4 separate regions of the Zea mays genome follow, and regions 1, 2 and 3 are each linked to region 4. A link is a contact called in public Hi-C data. All regions are on one chromosome and are shown on one strand. The core of a region is the stretch at or near the end of the contact, and the rest is flanking DNA. Distances in the headings are between cores, read along the strand shown. Region 1 holds the start of LOC100273048 (CAPIP1). Region 2 has its middle 7.2 kb from the start of LOC118472318. Region 3 holds the start of LOC100273161. Region 4 holds the start of LOC100274318.

Region 1 (3,155 bases), core at 78-2,577, 130 kb after region 4:
CTCAATCGCTCCTTGTATGGCCATTAATCCAATGCAACATACACATTTCTGCAACACTTATCCGTTGAATATGTCATCTTTTATAGGTCAATATTCTATACCATATAATATAGCAGGTCTAATTGGCGTCCTTTAAAAATTGCCTTTTAGCTAAGCCATATGTTTAACATCACCTCATCCACTCAACTTTGATTCTATGACTAACATCTTCGTCAATATAGGATTGATCCTAAATATCGAAAGATATCCTTTTGAAGTACTTTTGAAGTACTGATTGACCTTCCAAACTAACATCTCCATCATGTATACTGGTATATATTCGGTTTTAGGTCTAAAACCTAGTCTCCCGCAACAAGAAAGCATAATTTAATTTAAAAAGAGAAATGGGTAACAAGGGAAGCACACCCAATCTCAGAGTTGCTGAAAAAAAATGGGAGTACACCGACAAGTAAGCAGGGGGCATCAAACAGAGCGTGTGCAGGGGGTAGAGTAAGCAGCAGCATGGACCTGGAGGCGGTGGTCCCCGCCGACGAACTTGACGCCGAGTATGTGCAGGTCGTCATCTAGCTGCTCGAGGCGCTCGGTACTTGTTGTCGCCGGCAGGCCGGTCTTGACGTTGACGTCGCGCAGGCTACCGACCTCGAGCTGGTCACCGCGCACAACGCAGTTTCTGACGAACGGCTTGTACCGCTGCGGCTGGTCGAAGCTCCGGACCAGCTCCCACACCTGCGATGCGATCGATGGCATCAGCTTCAAATTGGGCGTCGCAATTGATTTGACGCCAGCAATTCACCCGACATCACGAGAACACATCGATCGGGGAAGAAACACCCAACAAGGCATGAGGAATTGGACGAAGAACTCCAGATCCGAGAGAAATAGCAGCCCAGACGTGAGGCAAAACAATCCCAAATTCCCAAGTACTAGCACGCTACTTGGGCGTGGCCGTCCAATCCAACCACTGAACCACCACCCACCACCGGGACCAGCCGGGAGGCGGCAAGGACCGGGGCGAGGGGGGGAGCGGGCGATGGGAACTTACGAGGTGGACGGGCGCCTTGATGTGCTTGACGAGGGTGGAAGTACACTGGTGCTCGGCCGGCGCGTGGCGGTGCAGGCGGCGCACGTACTCCGTCTCTCCTCCGGCGTTGGCCACGACGTGCTCCGCCCGCGCCGTGCTGCCGCCGACGAGACCCACCATCTCGAGCTTGCTCCTCCTCCTCAGCCGCGGCTCCGATCGGCGGTTGCTTCGCGTCGCCGGCCTCTATCCAGCTCCTCGCCCGTTTACTTGCTTGCTTGTTTGCTCCCCTGGACGGATGAGGACGAGGAAAGGAATCGGGGGAGAGAGAGAGTGGGTTTCTGGCCTGGGGTTAATTTTCTAATCGATTTTGTTTGTCTGCTCCTCTTTCTAGTTTCTTGCACGCCGAGGCCGAGGCCCAGCCGGCGGGTACAAAAATCTGCGGGCTGAATGGTGCGGGGCTGGGCCCCGCCCACGAGTTATCCAAGCGCGGGGCGAGGGGGCTGGGGCGTGCGCGCGTGCGCCAGGTCCATGTACTACGCCAGCGGCTACACGGACACGCCTGACCGCCGCGACGACTTGTTTGTTCGGCTCTCTCTGCGCCCAATGACGGAAACAAAAATATTTAAATTTCATATCATCACATACGAGCACAACTATATCCGTCACGTGAGATCACTGTTCTCTTCTGGATACATAGACTGAACTAAATTTTATTGCATGTCTTGGATACCTAATACAAAGCTTAAACAGTTCCAAGATTCTTGAAGAGTTAAAGTTTTTTTAAGTTTGACCAAATTTATACAATAAATTAATAACATTTAAGATATCAAATGTATATCATTAGATTATCCAGTAAATATGTTTTTATACTATATCTATTTTGTGTCATAAATCTTTATGATTCTCGCTATATTTTTTTGTCAAACTTTAAAAACTTTGACTCTCTAAGAATCTTGGAATGACTTATATTTTGGAACGGATGTAGTATAAACTAACTATAGTCTAATAACAAATCAATATAGGCTAATTAATAGATAGAACTCATTAGAAAAAGGAAATTTTTCATTAGTTCATATGTAATCAGTTATTGATCGACATACTAGACTTTATTACACAGTGATCCAAACATATCTTAATAGCTACACCTACACTGTATATGAGAGTTTCATGCTTTCTACTTGTAGTGTCAGGGTTTAAGGTGTGTTTGGTTGGACGTACAAGAAAAGATGAAATAGGGCGGTCCACCTCTACTATTATATAAGGAGGTAAGGAGGACGTCCACAATTGGTGCGCCATGCAACCCCCCCCCCCCCCCCCCCCCGGCGCACCCGCCTCCGCGACAACTGCCATCCCCCGCTCGCAATCCTCCCCTCCAAGTTAGCCGTCGCACTGCCCGCCGCGCCCGCCGCCCCCTCCCCCCACCCACCACTATCCTAGTATCCTCGCTCCTCAGATGTGGCCCTAGATCCACCTTCCTCCCTGACCTCCTCGCCACCGCTGCTCGCCCCTCTCCTAGCTCCTCCTAGTCCTAGATCCATCTAAATCGTCGGTGGCAACCAGTAGCAGTAGCCCCACTCGCTCCTCGTTGTGGCGTCTTTCCCCTCCTCTTCGTGCTCTACCTTCTCGTCGCCGCACACACTCCTCCGATCTAGCCCGTAGCTATCGTGTGTTTGCAGTTCACGGCGTCCCGCCGCGCCGCTCCCTCCTCCCCACATTGCCCGTGGCCTTTCCCTCCCATCGCCATCGTCGCATGTGTTGGAGCGCTCCACCGGCCTGCCACGTTCTAGCCAGCATCGGAGCACCCCCTATCTTGCCTGGATGCCCTGACGCGGCGACGCCTAGCGCAATGCCCATCTCCAGCAAGCCAGCAGTCGACCACGACCCGATCCCAGCAAGCGGCAGCCGCATCACGTAGCAGTCCAGTGTCCCCGCCTTGCTCCAGCACCAGCAAGCAGCTACTGCGTCCGGTCAGGTGGCCAACACCTGTCTACAGGTATGGCCACGAATTCTTATATCCTTTTTTATTTCTGGTATGAACAATATTGTTCATCTGATCCAAAGAAATTAATGGTGCGACTCACAAGTTCACAGAGGCTTAACCTATGTTCAAATCTAATGCCTCTCGCATCGGATG
Region 2 (3,110 bases), core at 292-2,791, 220 kb before region 4:
TAAAGGAGTGTTTGGGATTCCTCACAATGGATCCCCTTCATTTTTTTGTCCACCAAACCAGCCCTAACGGGTGTTTGGAATGGTTCCAGGTTCTAGCTCCATTGTGGAGTTGTAGTTTATAACGTCAATCTAAATAGTTTTAAAAATTATTTTTAATCTAAATAATAAACAAAATAACTTATCTAAATGTATTTTAAAGGCTTACAGTTCCATCTCCACGATTTTTTAGAGCGCCCAATGACCTGCTCCACCAACTCCATCAAATTTCTTAGAGCTAGAGCTATACCAAACAGTGCCTGAGAAAGGAGATGGCTCAACTGCTCGTAAGTAACCCTCCTCTATTAGGCTCTCGATACCTGAGAGGCAAGCTTAAGAAGGCGAGGGTTGCTGTCGCTAGAGTGTTTGGTGACTTGACTAGAACTAGGGGTGGTAAATGAATCACAATCCGTTTCTTCATAATAAGTTAGGGCTCTTAATTAATTTTAGTTCAAAATAAATAGAAATAGAGCTTGATCCTAAGCCGATTCGTTCATCTTAAATTTTATAGTGTAAAATCTAAAGTCCATTAGACTGTGTCTAGCAGATTATCCATATGGTTACCTAAAATACAGTTTTGCACTATTTTACATAATGGAGTTTGAATATGGTGATAGAGATGAGTAAGCTGCTCCACTCCTAACCAGAATTATGGAATTCTCCTTGGACAAATCACTATTAGCGATCATTCCAAACCTTAGCTTAAGACCAATAGGAGTCCCAAGGCAAGACTAGAAGTGTGAAATCCTGTGTGATGAAAATATTGTGTTAGTTAACATTAGAACATTGCTTTAAAATTGGCATAGGCTTTGCAAGTGATTATTAACATAATTTGGAAGTAATGTATGTGTGCAAATATATGTTTTGATATTGATGTAACACACTTGGTGCTGTGTTTTTTCTTAGATTAACCTTAAATCAAGTCGTGGGCTTGCCCTCGTACTCGGTTGTATGGATTATTGATATCGAGGTGTTGGTTGAGGCAAAATGGGCCGGTGGCGACGATGAAAACTAGTTTCCTCTATTAAGTAGAGAGGTGATGAGGTACGGAAACTAAGTTTTACTTTTATGTATTAAGTAGAGAGGAAATGAGGTACCAAAACTAAGTGAGGTACGGAAACTAAGTTTTACTTTTCTGTGTTAAGTGGAGAGGAAATGAGGTACCAAAACTAAGTTTTGGGACTAAGTTTAGGAACAAATTAACTGAGGTTCTTGATCAAAGATGATGTGTGAGATGTTTCATACTGTTGCAAATGACCATCGCGTGTGTTGTAGATATATATGAAATGCCTAGAAAGGAGAAAAAAGAGGAAAAAATGAAAGAAAAAGAAAAGTAAAAAGGGGGGAAAATTGATTGCCAGTCTGGGTCACTCGGCCGTGAGTGCGTGTGAAGCACCGGGCCAAGAGCTGGCGGATGCAACCAAAACCGGACTGGCCTTGCTCTCTGTGCGCGTGCGGCACAACAGAGGGGTTTGGGGCAGCCCACTCGGCGGCCATTCCACAGGCGGCCCAAGATGAAGGTGCCGGCCCAGGACTATTGGCGCGGAGGGCGCCCTGTCAGCTGGAGCGGGCGCGACCTATGACGTGAAAGTAAAGGCGGCCTGCTGCGTGGAGGAGCGAGGCCCAGCTGGGCGTCGGCCCGCGTGAAGGGGTGCACCCAGGATGGGAGAACGCGGCCTAAGTCAGCCGCTGGTGGTCCAAGAGAAATTCGTGTTCGAGGGAGATATTCGTTCCTTTAGTTTTGTTTTGTTTTGTTTTGATTTGAGAGATATTTAGGCACTAGATTAGATCTATTAAAAGATTAATCTAGGATTTTTAGAGATCTTGAGGAACTCATTGATTCTTTTATAAAACAGCTTATATATATAAATATTGGAGATTAATGTGTTGATTATGCAAGATGTGGTAATATCGTTCATCTCGCTTTGTTCATTGATTGTATTGTATGTCTAGATTTTGATTCTAGATTGACTTGGTAAATTCAGTTGTTTATATTATATTAGATCATTTAGATCGTTTATAGAGCATAAAACTAGTGACCTGCAATAGTTTGCAATATTAATCATTTAATGGTTCTTGATTGGTTAAGAAATTAGAGGTTGATTAATTTTCTGTCGTACTCTAAAACAACATTATTGTTTTGTTATCCGTAAAAGTCCAGGCGATGCGATTCCAGTTAGGTTAGTTCCATAACTTTATATAGTTTATGGTAGTTTATAGGGCACAAAACTAGTGACCTGCAAAGTTCGGAGTATTAATCTCATAGTCATGAAGCAACTAATCGTCGTAATATGTAGACAGTCACACGGTTTGCTAAGACCGTGATATATAGACGGTCAGACGGTTTGCTAAAAAGAGAAAGAAACCAGATAAAAGAAACACGAGAACAGGTAGAGACAAATAAGCTAAGTGTTGAACAACATTTGTGGCATTAGGCACGGTCCGACCGCGTAGTTGGACGGTCCGCGATATGAATAGATCAGGTGGATCAACTCTTTTCTCCACGCGTGTTTATCCCTCTAAACTCGAGGGAGTTATTGGAGGACGCCCCGACCCCCTTATACATTTGAACGACCGATTGAATTATCAACAATCGAATCAAATCAAATCATAATATCTTCCGTTCCTTTACTTTTTGTCCTAGGAGTAGACAGTAACATAGTCCTTTTCACCTCAATCTTCACCTCTTCGATTCTAAGTTGTCTGGAGGCGTCTTGGATGGCCTGTCGATCCCAATATAAGCCATAGGATCTCTCCTCCCTGATGGGTCCCGGACGGTCAGATCCAGGTGATGTGGCCGAACGCCGCCGCCTCTGCGCACACGCGGACCATCCGGCTCAGCACAGAGAAGACTTCGCTCCTGTCACAGTCGCAGACCATCCGCGCTGTCGCAGAGAGCATCGTCGCTGGTACACCTTGCAGTGATTGACGTCTAGATCAGTGCCAACACACTTTTTGTCGACTCCGCTAGAGACAAGGCGTGCCCTCAATAGGAGATTCAAGAGATCACCTCGATGTCTTTCCCAGCAACATCATTGAGCCAACTATGGAGATTCTGTCGGCTGAAGATCAGC
Region 3 (3,002 bases), core at 198-2,697, 170 kb before region 4:
TCCGAAGGTCCTCAAAAACATGATTAACAATGTTTCCCAAAGCATAATATATATACAGGAACCTTCGGACTCGGGATGAAGCTGTACACAATATGGAAAGCAGGGTCAGAACGAAGGTTGAACCAGCGCCAAAGCTGTGTGCAAGGAAGCTTCGACTCAATAGCAGAAAAAGGAACCGACTTAAGGAGGAAACGACTATTTAGTCATCGTCAGATTGTTCTTAAGTCAATACTGAATATGAAGGGCATGAATGTAATTTTACACAGACTGCGTCATGTGCCTATAAATAGATGAACAGTACCTCCCGTACTGTTCACGCTGACATGTACTCGCTCGTGCGTCACGCTTGTACTTTTGCCTTCTGTCAAGACGAAGGTACAAATGTAATTCAATGTTGTTATTATCCATTCATGATAGCATAATAAAGATATATAAATAATGTCATATAATTATTCATGTTATTTCTCATGTTCCATATGCTTCATTTTTTATCAATATGTACTGTGATGATAAAGATACGTCTTTCATGACCTTCGTCCGAAGACGTTATATCCTAAGAGAAATAATGCTTCGAAGGACGAAAGACATTAAGCATTAATCTCTTTTTGTGTTGCTTTGTTCTTAATTCATAGCATTTGAGAACAAGTCCCCAACAATTTGTATTGACAATTATTTAAACGTTAGCCGACACAATTATTTAATTATATGCATCGGCGGCAGGCGGTGGTTTCTGTTAGAATGTGTTTGGTTGGATGTACATAATGGATGAGAGAAGGTGGCCATAATTTTTATAGTGTTTGGATGAAAATAACGTAGGGACAATGTAAATACCGAAGTAGTTTTTTGTTTCATATTTGTTTAAACGGCTAGCGCCCAGGCGTTATATATAGCTTTATTTAATCTAGCGCTGATCGAGTGCTATATACTAATCTAATATTATTGTTTATTTAATCTTGATTAGGCGCGAAGCTAAGCAAGGATGACACGAAACCATTTTTCTCAGATGGAATTGGTGGGAGTGGATTTAAGAAGCTCCCTACAAGATTGCCAAATGTAGGGAGGTTCTATAGATTTTAGGTTGTTTATAAATTTAAGATGACTTTTACATAACTGTTAGAGAAACAATTTTCTTAACTTCTTAAATCGGTGTTTAGAGAGTGTTTTACATAACTACTATTAGAGTTGCTTAGGTTTTTTTTGTCATTCACCCGTGCAAGCAATTCCATGTTCCGTTTGTAGTACACGTTGCACTGCTCCTGTACCGGACTGATCAGTGAGCCCGCTATCCACCCCACTGCTGGCTGTCCCTGCCCTCGGGTTCCACGCAGAGGAAGTGAATCACCCATTGCACTTTTCCGCGCGGAGGAAGGTGAATCACTCATTCCACTCCCAAACCTCCCGAAAACCCTCGTCGTCTTCCTCCCAAATCACTCACTCGCTTGATCTCTCCTCTCCGAACCCGGCAACCCCTAGAACTAGGGTTCCAGCGACCCAATGACGGACGGCAGCGACGAGTACAAGCGCGACGAGTCGGTGATCCTGCTGGTCATCGTCTCCCTCGCCGCGCTCTCGCTCCTATCCCTCATCGCCGCCTTCGCCTACTACTGCTACATTACGCGCAAGGTCTCCCGCCGCCTTCAGTCACTCCATCTCCCCAAACGTTCCAGCTCTCCTCCTCCTCCTCCTCCTCCCCGGGCTCTGCCGCCGCCGCAACAGCAGGGGAAGGACAGCCCGTTCAGCAGCTCCGCCAGCGATGGGGCCGCTGCGGCGGCGGCGGCGATGTCGGTTGTGGTTGCTGGGGAGAGGGGCGTGCAGGTGTTCAGCTACCGTCAGCTCCACGCGGCCATGGGCGGGTTCGGCCGGGCGCACATGGTTGGGCAGGGCAGCTTCGGGACCGTGTACCGCGGGGTGCTCCCCGACGGGAGGAAGGTCGCGGTCAAGCTCATGGACCGCCCAGGGAAGCAGGGCGAAGAGGAGTTCGAGATGGAGGTAAAAACAATTACTGACATTTGTGCATTTGGATCCTTGCTACTCAGCGGCGAATGCGGGTGGTTTCATGTGCTGGGTTTGGGGTTGGGACAGAATACACCGCGTCCTGTAGCGTCTTCCGCTAGTTGGTAACTACTGGATCTGGCCATTGCGGCTTGGGCTTGGTGAAGCTCTGCGGTCCAAGCCGAGACATTGTAGGTTTCGTGAGTGCAAATGGGGTCACTATGCGTTGGGGGTTTCCGTGGTTGTTCACTTAAAGACCATATCCTCTTTCTAAAAATGGAGCAGTCACTTGTGTGATGGTAACTGCGAAGTTCTCTACTGTTTACTAACTGTAAAATTTGGTCTCCATAAAATTTCTCATGTGGTGGTGAGGTGCATTTTTTTAACGGCTGGATTATTTTAGATTCTTGGTTGTGAGTTTGTGACTATCAGCTCTTTGCGGTGTTTATTTAGTTGTAGTGATAGTAATGATTGGTAAGCAATAAACATTATGTGAAGTACTTTAATTCTTATTAGTTGTTCATGGATAACTTCGTAGTATTTTTTTTCTGGCATGAGGGTAATGTGACCATTTTCACTTTAGCAATATGTTGGTCAAATTGCTCTGTTGTTGGATGTAACTGCACAATTATTTCAATATCCTCATGTATGCAGTATGCTAGACAAGTAGACTGCTACTTAAGTGGAAATAGGAACGCAAACAACCACTCGGTTCCACCAACACTTCACATATCCCCAATTTAGCCATGGGGATAGCAACAGATCAACAGCTAGAAAACAATTACCTTGCTATAGGGATAGGGCACAGGCTTGGCATCTGATAAGTACCAGATTTGGCAACAGGTAGTGTGTTTGAAATGAGTAACCAGCAAGCAAGACATGCCGAGCTGTGAGATGGACACGATTTTATGTGTTAGGTTAGCAGCTACTCCTGTGCTGGCTATAAGAATGGAAGTATATGCAGAAATTGACATGAAGAAAAAATTTATGATTGAACTCTGTTGTTTTAT
Region 4 (3,067 bases), core at 258-2,757:
GACGGGGATGGAGAAGCATTCCCAATCCCCGTTCCCCGCGGGGACCCGTTAAACTTACATGTGACAATGTTTTTATGTAATAGTTAATGATAAAAATAAAGAATTACCTTGTCAAGAGATTACCCGTTGTACAAATACATTGATTTTAATGTGCACATAATGATTTTTACATCTAACAATGTGTATAAGTGACAATGTTTTACATTAATAACAAATGAAGTACGATTTAATTATAATTTAAGCGGGGATGGGGATCCCCGACAGGGATTTATCCCCACGGGGAACGGGGATGGGGAAGAAATGTCCCCCGCAAGCATCCGTGGGGATCCCCGCGGGGAAATTTTTTCGTCGCGGGGACGGGTTTGGGGAACTAAAACCCGACGGGAAATTCCCCGTTGCCATCCTTAGGGACGACGGTCGTTGTTGACGCTGTATGAGTGACCTCGAAAATGATGTATGAAGAGGAGTAGCGTATCCGCTGGTGCAACAACCAGGTGTACAGTGTACTAACTCGCTGATGAGCCTAGGGTTCTCTTCGTCTGGTAGCCCAGCCAAGAGTCATCGGAACTCGTCATGTCGCGCGCGTTCGATGACTACTATATTAAGGACTGTGACGTCATCTCGGCGCCGAAGGTGACGCAGAGGAGGACCGACAGCAATGACCAGTTCGTCATCCTCGCCACCGTCGGGGTAGATTTTGTGCCGACCTGCCTTTAATTCTCTTCGCAAACACACACTTGCCTTTTTTGTTTAACCAAGCGCGTATGGTGGTGTGTGCCTGATGACTGATGATGTATAAGGGAATTTCTTTCGGTAAGTGTAGGACGTGCTCTCCAACGATGAGACCATACAAATCGTGACATATATTCAAGTCTGCATGGTACTGATAGTTACAACGTAGTTGTGAAACAACTAGATTAAAATAACAAAATTTATGTATGATCAGGATTACAAATAGATTATGAAATTTTTTTATAACAATATAACACATTTTGTATATAATTTATTATGATATTATATGTTTCCGTTGTAACGTTCGGACACTCACCTAGTTACCTTGTAATCTTGGAAGGAAAACAATGTTCTCAAATTGTTCCTTAGCGAACCATAGCCGCACAATGTTTTAACCAAAAGTTCGTTGTGACACGTTCGTTGTGACATAAAGGGCGACTACAGGACACGGGCGCGGACGTGAACCCCGGTGCGGCGCCCCCTCCGTGGTCCACACTCGACTCCGCCTTCCACCGTAGCCGCAAGTTGGATCTGTCCTAGGAGCCCACTCCGGCACTACCGATTCGCACTCCTGCATAGACCAAGTCCCGTACACCACCTCCTCCTTGGCTACCCACGGCCACCTTTGGACCCCGCACCGCCCGTGCACCGCGCCCACACGCCGAAACGGCGATCCCGCACGCGACGTCGCCCACGAGGCCGCGGCGCACCTTGCCTGGCCGCAACAACCATTTCTTCTTCCTTTTTCTATATCGCGTTACGTCCCTCCCTACCCAGCGATCTAGGCCGCCGCCTCTCCTACTGCATCTCCCTCGCTCTCGTCGCCTCGTTCGCTTCGCCTCCTCCCCGCCCCGCCCCGAGCCGAGCAGAGCGCAGCCCTATCCGGAGCTGGGATGGCGGACGCGAAGCAGCAGCAGCAGCAGCCACAGCAGGCGGCAGCGGCAGCCACCGGCGTGTGGAAGACGGTCAAGCCCTTCGTTAACGGCGGGGCCTCTGGGATGCTCGCGACCTGCGTCATCCAGCCTATCGACATGGTCAAGGTACCGTACCACCGCACCGCTCTGTCACCCGGCTTCCTTCACAGTGCTCGTGAGTGAGCTGGTGAGGCGGGATCGGGGCGTGGCGGGCTTAGATCTACGGGAATGGGGTTGCTTGCCGCGTGAATCAGTCGGTTAGATGCTTACCCGCGGAGTTTGCCCCTTTTTGGTTGGATCTGATGAATCGAGCGTGCCCTTGGGGTCAGCGTAGTGGAACTAAGCTTGCTGTTAAGTATTTTGGTGCGGCTAGCTTTAGATCCGTCGGAATTGCCGTGACTGGATCAAGCATGCGTGGGTTGCTGGGAGCTGAAGTTGTGAATTTTCTTGGCCGCGCGATCTGTTTGTTAAGGATGACACAATTCGTTTGCTGTAGTTACTTGGATCCATGGGGATCGGTTTGTGTACCGCGATTTTAATTGATGTGAGGTGGCCATCTGCGCGTTGCTCCTTGGTTCTCTTTTGCGAAGATCGGGATATCTATGGAGGTTGTTAGCTAGCCATTTGATGGTTTTCATTTTTAGTAGGTGGTTGTTTTTTAAGATGCCCTCTGATTTCCTCTTAGAAGAGGATACTAGTCTTTTATTGCCTCTATGTTTGAATGGAGTTGAGCACATGTAAATATGTTATTATATTGCCATAATACAATTGTAGTTTCTTGGTGAAGATGTACTCGTTGAAAAATGTAAATAATATTTCCTTTTGTCGCTTCTGCCTGTCTGGCATTGGGTTGTAAATAAGAAAGTCTTATGTGGTAATCGTAGGTCAAACTTCATCTGCTATCTTAGGCTCTTCACTGATCTAGTTTGATAGTGTTTAGAGTCTAGATAGGGATCTGATCGTGTGCGATGCTTTTGGTCGATGTGCCGCGTGGTTGCGGTTGTTTCAAACTTTCCTATTTCTTAATGAAATAGGGGGCTTCGCCCCTTCGTCAAAAAAGGTAAAGGGAACCACATGTTTTAACTTCTGTCGCAACTTGAAAATTGGCTTAGTAGATGTCACTGTCGAAAGTCTTGATGGCATGCCTTTTTGGAGCTTTATACTCTAGGGCTCTTTGCACGTGGAGCCCATCTTGTATCAATTCTTATTATTGTTTTGGTTTTCAGGTGAGGATCCAATTGGGTGAGGGCTCCGCTGGTCAGGTCACAAGGAACATGCTTGCAAATGAGGGTGTCCGTTCTTTCTACAAGGTTTGTTTTGTTTTCCTGGGTGCTCTGTAACTTCTCCTTGTACAAAGTTCTAATACTTGTAACTTTGTTACTGACCCAATGCTATTGCGATTCACATATTTTAGTCCAGAG

What was found. Hi-C and Micro-C count contacts between places; a contact is called where the count stands out from the background.
Region 1: a contact with region 4 is called in a Hi-C map of leaf, with 4 times the contacts expected there. The contact joins the promoter of LOC100273048 here to the promoter of LOC100274318 in region 4. A contact is called at or near these places in 3 of 25 Hi-C or Micro-C datasets (bundle sheath, endosperm and leaf).
Region 2: a contact with region 4 is called in a Hi-C map of ear, with 1.7 times the contacts expected there. The contact joins the enhancer-like site here to the promoter of LOC100274318 in region 4. A contact is called at or near these places in 2 of 25 Hi-C or Micro-C datasets (ear and tassel).
Region 3: a contact with region 4 is called in a Hi-C map of leaf, with 4 times the contacts expected there. The contact joins the promoter of LOC100273161 here to the promoter of LOC100274318 in region 4. A contact is called at or near these places in 3 of 25 Hi-C or Micro-C datasets (ear, leaf and tassel).

The regions. Positions count from the first base shown.
Region 1 is chr6:141,926,400-141,929,554 of Zm-B73-REFERENCE-NAM-5.0, reverse strand. LOC100273048 (CAPIP1) reads right to left here and starts at 1,327. Exons shown (of 3, transcript NM_001147497.1): 1 at 1,043-1,327; 2 at 508-726. The coding sequence starts at 1,201. LOC111589581 (a long non-coding RNA gene) reads left to right here and starts at 2,451. Exons shown (of 3, transcript XR_002748672.2): 1 at 2,451-3,014.
Region 2 is chr6:142,273,877-142,276,986 of Zm-B73-REFERENCE-NAM-5.0, reverse strand. No RefSeq gene overlaps it. Among protein-coding and RNA genes, the nearest start is that of LOC118472318, 7.2 kb to the left of the region's middle. Within about 2 kb of position 1,541, at least 17 of the 20 cell types and tissues checked have an H3K27ac peak or open chromatin away from gene starts, as enhancers often do. A contact at or near this core is called in ear and tassel, where this site is marked.
Region 3 is chr6:142,223,601-142,226,602 of Zm-B73-REFERENCE-NAM-5.0, reverse strand. LOC100273161 reads left to right here and starts at 1,447. Exons shown (of 6, transcript NM_001147607.1): 1 at 1,447-1,989. The coding sequence starts at 1,495.
Region 4 is chr6:142,056,738-142,059,804 of Zm-B73-REFERENCE-NAM-5.0, reverse strand. LOC100274318 reads left to right here and starts at 1,507. Exons shown (of 6, transcript NM_001148681.1): 1 at 1,507-1,772; 2 at 2,873-2,956. The coding sequence starts at 1,626.